Linked DNA regions of Sus scrofa: region 1 is linked to region 2. Evidence: chromatin contacts called from public Hi-C data. All regions are on one chromosome and are shown on one strand. The core of a region is the stretch at or near the end of the contact, and the rest is flanking DNA. Distances in the headings are between cores, read along the strand shown.

Region 1 (3,717 bases), core at 811-3,310, 370 kb after region 2:
CCCAGCAGAAGAAACATGGAGTTTGCCGAATGAGTGAAGGCGCGCTGGAACACGGATTCATTCTGGGGCTCGCCGACCCCCTCCTCCGTTCGGGCCCGGATCACTTGAGGGTCACTGGGCTCCGCTCGTAGGCCCCAGTGGCGACCCCGGGGAGGAGGCAGGAGTGCGCACGAGTGCGCACCGGGCGCCCGGATCTGGTGAGCGGGGCCGCACCAAGGGGAAGCAGGTACCTGCTGGGGGCTTCATGGTGGGCGAATGTTCAGTGACGGCCCCTCCCTCCACCTGGTCCGCGTCGGAGCAGCGGTCAGCAGCCTCGGTCCTCTCTGCTGCCGCAGCTGTCCCGACTGAGGCGCCCGCCGCCCGCGCGCCCACCGGATGCTGGGAGAGCGTGTGTGCTGGATAGTAGGGCGCAAGCGCGCGCCCTAGCCCCACCTACATCGCGAGGCGGAGCGCAGGGGCGCAGACTTCCTCTGCGCGGTCGCTTGAACCACCCCCGTCCATCATTGGCTCTTAGTGGTGAGAGGGCGGAGCCTTCGGGAAGGCTAGCGGGGGAGGTGTTTCCAGGGGAACCCACCCCGCAGGCGCCTCGAATCTTTTCTGCGGCTCTTTGTGCCAGTCGTTCGTTTGGGCTTCTAGCTCCTGTATTAATTTGTCATTACCTCCTCCCAACCTTAATTGTGTATTTGGCTAGTTTTGCAAGTTTTTACCTTCACCTAAGGCGCTCCGTTAGTGGTCGCTTACGAAACCTCAGGCACTTATTCCATTACCAACATCCTGCTCATCTTCTAGCATCTAATGGTTAAAGGTCCTCCACATATACCAGCTGAATCCAGTTAGACAACCAAATTAAGAAGACATTTATTTAAAAAGCAGAAATGTAAGCAAGCATCATTGAGAAAGCTTCAGTAAACCGATGCAGAACTTCAAACAACAGGTGTGTTGGAACTGTGCCTTACCTGCATGTAGTATTGTCAGTTAAAAAAAAAAAACAAAAAACACCTTGAACCGTCTAAGGCACACAGAAAGAAAAACCTAAGAAAATTAAAACTGGTCCCTAAACCTACGTCTTTTATTTCTGCAAAATAAATGAAAATAACCCAGGGTGTTGAGTAAACCCAGGGTGTTGAGTACATGCATTTTAAGTTGAATAAAAATGAATTAGGAAAAAAAAAAATGAATTGGGAGAACACTCTGGCAACTTGAATGCTAATGGTGGTCATTTAATAGGGAATGTCTCATTACTGACCTTCGATTTCTTTCTCTCTTGAGCACATCCAGCGTAATCCTACGTTAGTCTTCATTTTTGCTGTTCCCTGTACCTGGAGTGTTTTCCCAGTTCTCCAAATCTACATGTGAAACAGAGGTCTTCCCTAACCAACCCAACAAATTTACCGCCCCAATCACAATCAGAACACCCCATTTTTTTCTACACAGTGCTTGCCATTAAGTAGAACTTGTTCATTTACGTATTAGTTTACCAGTTTATTGTCTGTGTACCCCAATACAAGGTAATGAAAGCAAAAGTTTTGCTGGTCTTTATAGTTTGTGTGTAATAAATACTTGTTTACTATTATGCACCTACTGTAAACAAATATCTTAGTATTCATTCTTATGGATTGAATGAATGAAATAACGAACTCGCGGATGTTTGGGTGGGTGAATATATGAATAAATACAGTGAGAGGGTAACAGTCGCCCCCACTCAAAGACCGCCTGTGATCCTCTGGGCGCCAGATACCCAAAAGCAGCAGGTGCACCACGTGGCGGACACGGTGCCACGTGACGGGCTCGGCCGACCCACAAGAGTCCACCACTGTCCCACCATGCACCGCTCCATTTCGGCCTAGAGGACAAGTTGATCCGGATTTCCGGCCTCCGTTCGGTCGCAGAGGTCAGTTGCCCTAACGACGAGCTCGTTCCCGCCTCTACATTACGTCACTTCCTCCTACTCCCGCCTTGATAATTGGTGCGCCTGCGCAGAATGAAATCCAGCGGCCACCGGCTCCTTCTGCGCAGGCTGCGGGGCTGGGGGCGGAGCGGGGCTGGGGGCGGGGCCGGGCAGTGCCGCGGTGCGCAGGCGCCGCCGTCGGTGGGTCCGGGTTCGGCTGCTTGAGAGGTGAGTCGCGGGTTCGGCGCTGAGCCGGATGTACCTGGGGTCAGTGGCTCGGGGCTCCTGGGGTTCCGGGGTGGGTAAGAGGACGTCGATCTGGGGCGGGGACGCCGCAATTGGGGGAGTGTTGTGAGTGAGCAGCGCGGAGGGAAACTGAGGGCAGGAGGTATCGGGCGGGCCTTTGCCCGCCGGGATCTCCCTCCCCTGGACCCTAGGCCCGGGAAATGCGGGTTCGCAGGTCCGTGAGTGGATAGCAGGAGGTAAAGCGCCCCGCACGTAGTAAGCGCTCGCCGAGTGGCCGCTGCTTCCCGGAAACACGGTTCTTTTAAGCCGGAGTCCCTCTGTTCCTGGGGTTCAGGTCGGGGTTCCTGTCCCAGCGCCGCCTCCACCTTGGTCAGTCTCTTGGCGTCTCGGAACCTCAGTTTCCCCTTCTGTAAAACAGGCGTTGTCACAGCCTCTGCCTAGGATTGGGGGGCTTCCCATGAGAATTAAAGTCGCAGAGACCCCAGCGCAACGTGAGAACACAGGAGGGGTCTTTTTTCACACTGAGGGCCTCTGCATGGTGTGCTGAAGTGAGACAAATCTGGGGTTGAAGACTAGGTCCTCCACCCCTGCTGGCTGTGGCCTCTTGGGCAAGTCGCTATCCGTCTCCCCCAGCCCTTTCCTTTTAGAATAGGGACTGTAGAAGTGTATGCTTCTTAGGGTCATTGTGAGGTTAAGTACACCTGGAGCATTCTTTAATCGGGTTCCTGCTACTTGTCTTCCTAGACGACAACTGGTTTTGTTAAGTGGCTGGAAGTGTGTGCGCTCTGCATCCCTGCTGAGTGATGTTCTTATTTTTTTTGGTGTTTGGTTTGCTTTTCCTCTCCCTAGACCAGTGGTTTTGTCCTTTTAGCGGACACTAGGCAATGTCTGAGGACATCTGTGGCTGTCACAACTGGGGGTGCTCCTGGCACCGAGGGGGTGGGGGCCATGTATGCTGCCCCATACCCCACAGTACCCAGGATGGGCCCACAGAGAACAGTCTGGCCCCAGATGTCCATGGTGCCAAAGCAGAATCCAACCCTAGACTAGTGATTCTTCACCAGTGTGCTTGCTGCACAGAGGCAAGGGGTGTGTGAGCCCCTGAGAAGTCACGTGCAAGGTTTTGTGTGTGTGCCCACTTTTGTGGTTGAGGAACGGGTATCTTGGAGTTCAGACTCTGAAATCAGACCATTTAGAACTGATTTGCATTTTAGCTGGGTGACCTTGGGTGGCACCCCCATCTTTAAAAGCCTCATTTTTTTGTTCTATAGAATGAGTTAGATTAAACAAACTGTAACCGGGGGGGTCAGGTCACCCTGCAGTCTGTTTTAGTGAAAGATTTTGTGGGAACACAGCCCACATACCACAGACGTGTTACCTGTGGCCTGAGAAGCTGGCCCTTTTCAGAAAATGTTTTGCTGACCCCTGAAATAAGCTTTTGCATATACAGCACTCGGGTCAGGGCATGAAAAGTCCTGAACACTCCAGGAATTTCACCTGAGGTTTATAATTCATTCTCCCATGGCTCTGGATCGGGTTAAGCTCTGACCTGGATTAAGAGCTGTTCTTACTTGGTTCCTGCA
Region 2 (4,168 bases), core at 189-2,688:
GTGAAGAGGAGAGAGGGAGGGGGTGCGAGGAGGAAGGTGATGGGGGTCAGATCATGTCGACAGAGGTAGTGAGGTTGGATTTTGTTCTGAGGGTGATGGAGAGCTATGGAAGATTCTTGAGCAGAGGGAAGGATGGGAACTGATTCGCATTTTAATGGAGGATCCAGGATGTGAGAGGAGTGGAGAGTGGGTGCAGAGCCCAGCTGTGGAGTGTGAAGGGAGGCCAGGAGAGAAGGACCCTTTGGGGCATAAAGGGAGAGCAAATGGCTACCCCTTTCTGAGCATTTACTATTAATTATTTTAAGTACTTTGTACGCTTGAGCTTTTTTGAAGATTCCATTAGCAACCTTGCTTTCCAGATGAGAATACCCACTGAGCCCAGGTCCATCCTGGACTCCCCAAAGCCTCTTTTTTTTCCCCCTGAGCCATCCAGTTCTTGCCCAGGAAGAGGCTGGAATTTGAAGCCCCCTGCCAATCCTAGTGCTTCCTGCCACTGATTGCATTTTCCCCTGTTTCCCATTGGCCAAAACCTATTGGGACTTTACAGACCCTTGTGAAAGTAGGCAGAGGGGTATTACCACTCTCTGGTTCACAGCCAGGGAATGTTCAGAGGTCCACCCAGCAAGGCAAGGCCTTGGTCAGAGCTCAAGTCTCCTCAATCACCATCTTTCTTCTTCCAGGGTGGTTTAGGGTGATATAAAGTTACTGCTCAAAGGAGGCAACTCCTATGCATTCTGCAGAACCCCAGCTTAAACACCACCAACCCCCACATCTAGGAAGTTTTTCCAACTCCCCAAGCAGTCACCACACTCTTGGCTCTGCCCCAATCCCAGCCGTGACCAATCTCCGGGGGCCGAGTGTTGTGCTTGGTTTCCCCCAGCTTCCCTAAAATTGGGAACACACTGGGGGCCAACAGAAAGCACGGTTTCATGACTAAGTCTTGTGCAACCATCTCACTACACAGGTGAGGAAACTGGGGCCCCGAGAGATGCCCCAGTCTTTAGATCACGTGAGGGGAGCGCTAGAACAGGCCAGGAGAGCTCCCCTTGGTCCAGGGTGTAAGGAAACCTGTGTGTGATTTTTCTGAGGGGGTTTTAACGCCAACCGTGGCGGGAACCAAGGCTTAGAGGTCACCCGCGAGCCCTGGCCAGCGGGAAGAGACAGGCCTGGCTGGTGGCCCGGCAGCTCGGCTAGGGGGGCGGTAGGCAGAGGTTGGTGAAGTCGGAAGCCAAAGGCTTGGCCTCCCCGAGGGAGCCGCTTTCCCGGCCCGGGTCGGATCAATGGGCTGTAATTATACCGCGCCGGGCCGGGAGCCGGCGGGGAGGGAGCGGGAGCTGGCAGGAGAGAGGCAGCGGGCGGGGGAGCGCGGGCCGGAGAGGGACCCACGTTACTTTGATTGACAGACCGGGCCGGCGCCGCGCGGGAGCTTCTGGGGCTCGTAGTCTTTCCAAGAACCCTTGCCGTGGACTTCTCTCCCGCTTGCGCGCGCGGGGAAACTGAGGCACAGGGACCAGCCACTGCCTCCTTTCGCTGGCACATGGGTTCATTCCTCCCCATCCGACCCGATGACAGAAACGGAGCCGTGCTGGAATCCTCTGGGGTTAGGTGAGCATCTCTGTTCTTCCCCGGGCGTCCAGAGTGACTTAATGTCTCTTTACCTCAGTTTACCTATCTGTGAAATAGGGCGAAAGGCGCTAGTCGCCCCGCCAGCCGGCCGGGCTTTTGCAAGGTAGTATGTTGGCTGATGGACTCTTGTTTTTAAGGGTAGACACGCCAGGCTCAGGGGGTGCCTCGCTTCTCCTTGTTTTTGGATACTAAGCCAGCCGGATCCCCACCCCCTTCTCCAACATTGGCAGTCTCCGGCATCCACGAGGGTCTCTGGGAGGGGGAGCCACACTCTCCGTCCCCCGCTGGGAGCGCCTCGCCGCCTTCCGATTGGCCCAGACGATCCTAGAGCCTTCTGCCATTGGTTGCGGGCTCCCTGATCCCCATTGGCTGGCGCCTGTTGTGACGTCATGGACCCATGTGGGAGCGCCGCGGATGGATTGGCTGGCGCGCCCAGCCAACCACCGCGGAGAAAGGAATTTCCACAGTAGCTGAGGCGGCGAGGCTGATTTAAGGTGGTCTGAGCAATCCGGGGTCCCAGTGCTGCTTCTCAGCTTTTTCCTTTAAAAAAAAAAAAAAAAAAAAAAAAAAAAACACACCCACATCCACATCATAAAAACCCAGCCAGGAACCAGGGCTGAGTCTTTCTGTACAGTGGGAGGGGAGAGATCAAAAGCTAAGTCCCTTCCTCCAATTTTGCAGCCTCTCCCCCGGGTTTTGCAGATGGGGAAACTGAGACCCAGAGGGGTGGGGGGTTAAGCCATGGAGTGAGCTGGGGAAAGCCTTCCCTGTGAAATGAGAAGGTTGTGCTAGACTGCCCAGGCTGTAACTCACTCCTGGCAGCCGTTTCCCTGCCTCCTGCTCTGGCCGGATGTGGCATTTCAGCGAGTTATCAAGTAATCTGCCTGTGAGATGGGTCCCCTCATCTCACAGATTGCTCTCTGCTGAGCCTCCCCAAATTCTCAAAGCTGGGACTGCTGCTGCACAGAGAGCAAATCGTCTCCTCCTTCCTGGCAGATTACAAACACGAGAGGAGTGTGTGTCTGTGTGTGTGTGTGTGTGTGTGGTTTTGTGGCTTCTCAGGCAACCCACAAATCTGTATTTACCCTCCTCTGTGGAGTGTGCTTGGCTGAGGGATCTAAAGACTGGTGGGTGAAGGTCCCCTCCACCAGGAAGCCTCCTCTGAACTTAACCAGGCAGAGTTCCTATTCCTGCTCTGGGTCCCTTAGGTCCTGAGTGCTCCCTCTGCCCTGGCACTGACTCTATGGGCCTGAAGTGTGTCCTCAGCTCCATCTCACCCAGCCTGGTAGCCTCCTGGGCAAGGCCTGGGCCCTTCCTTGCTAGGGCCTCAGCATCTTCCTCAGGAGGAGAGGATTATAGAATAAATACCCATGTTCCTGCCAACTTTAGACAGTCTCTGTTCCGTGTGTGTGGAGGAAGAGAGGCCTTTTGGAGGAGCTGCCTCGAAGAGGTGCTATTTGGGTTGGGCCTTGAAGGAATGGATTTTCTCCAGGCAGAAAAGGAGCAGGAGGGAAATTCCAGAAAGAGATAGCAACATAAACAGAGGCCCAGAGGTGGGAAGGAACACAGATTAGGTAATCTGGCTGGTGGGGCTGGAGCAGAGAGAGTGTTTGAAAGGGTGGAGGGAGGTAAGCTGGGCCAGGCCAGGTGGTGCAGGGAATCTCAGGCTAGCCTAAAGAGCTGGGACTTTATCACAAGGGCACCCCCTCCCCATGCAGGCAGTTAAGTGAGGGAGGGCCAGACCCAGACTCAAACAGAAGGTGACAAGAGGGAGAAGGTGGCCTGAGATCCAAATGGAAGAGGAGGAAGAGCTGGTGATGGCAGGGGGCTGTGGAGTTGTGGAGCAGGGTTGCATGGCAGGTGAGGGGGAAAGACGCCACTAGGTCGATGCTCTGTTCTGGGGGATCAGGGTGGACTGGGGCCTGTCAGGGTGAGGGACAGATCTGGGGAAAGACAGTGCATCCAGTGGCCTGGGGGACCTCCAGGAAATATTTGTTTGTTAGTGGCTATACCCTCAGGGCTGGGTCTCCCAGGGGTAGGGACCAGGGGTAGAGTCAGAGCTTGGAGCCATCTTCACAAAGGTGATGATTCAAGCCTCAAAGAGGACACAGCAGCGGCTTAGAGCCTGGGCAGCCAGAGGGCTGGGCAAAGGTGACATTCAGGTGACCAGGCTACGTGAAAAGAGATCAGCCCTCAGAAAGGAAGGGCAACCAGGTCAGGAGGGCGTGGGAGCAGGGAGAGGAAAGGCCACTCTGGGCAGAGCTGCAAGATGAAGATGAAGAAGGAATCTTTGAACTTGAGGAGATGGAGAACTTTTGACAAGAGAAGGCCCAGGGGAAGTTACAGGGTGGGAAGGAACAGAGCATGAGGGAGGGGGACCACTGCTTGGACTAGTGGTCCGGAGAGGGGAGGTGCTGCCTTCCCAGGGGAGGCGAGGCACCTTCTGGAAAGGTTTTGGAGCAAGGACTTCACAGATGCTCCCACAACTTGGAATGATGAACTTTCAGCATCAGGGAATTATGAAACTCCCTGTTTCTTAGAA

The links. A called contact is a pair of places that touch in the nucleus more often than the background predicts.
Region 1: a contact with region 2 is called in a Hi-C map of liver, with 5 times the contacts expected there. The contact joins the promoter of SGTA here to the promoter of TLE2 in region 2. A contact is called at or near these places in 1 of 5 promoter capture datasets (liver) and 1 of 47 Hi-C or Micro-C datasets (liver).

The regions. Positions count from the first base shown.
Region 1 is chr2:75,877,072-75,880,788 of Sscrofa11.1, forward strand. It overlaps SGTA (small glutamine rich tetratricopeptide repeat containing alpha), which reads left to right and starts at 2,061. Exons shown (of 12, transcript NM_001244392.1): 1 at 2,061-2,116. It overlaps THOP1 (thimet oligopeptidase 1), which reads right to left and starts at 359. Exons shown (of 13, transcript NM_214223.2): 1 at 231-359. The coding sequence starts at 246.
Region 2 is chr2:75,508,838-75,513,005 of Sscrofa11.1, forward strand. TLE2 (transducin-like enhancer protein 2) reads left to right here and starts at 1,439. Exons shown (of 20, transcript XM_021084148.1): 1 at 1,439-1,605.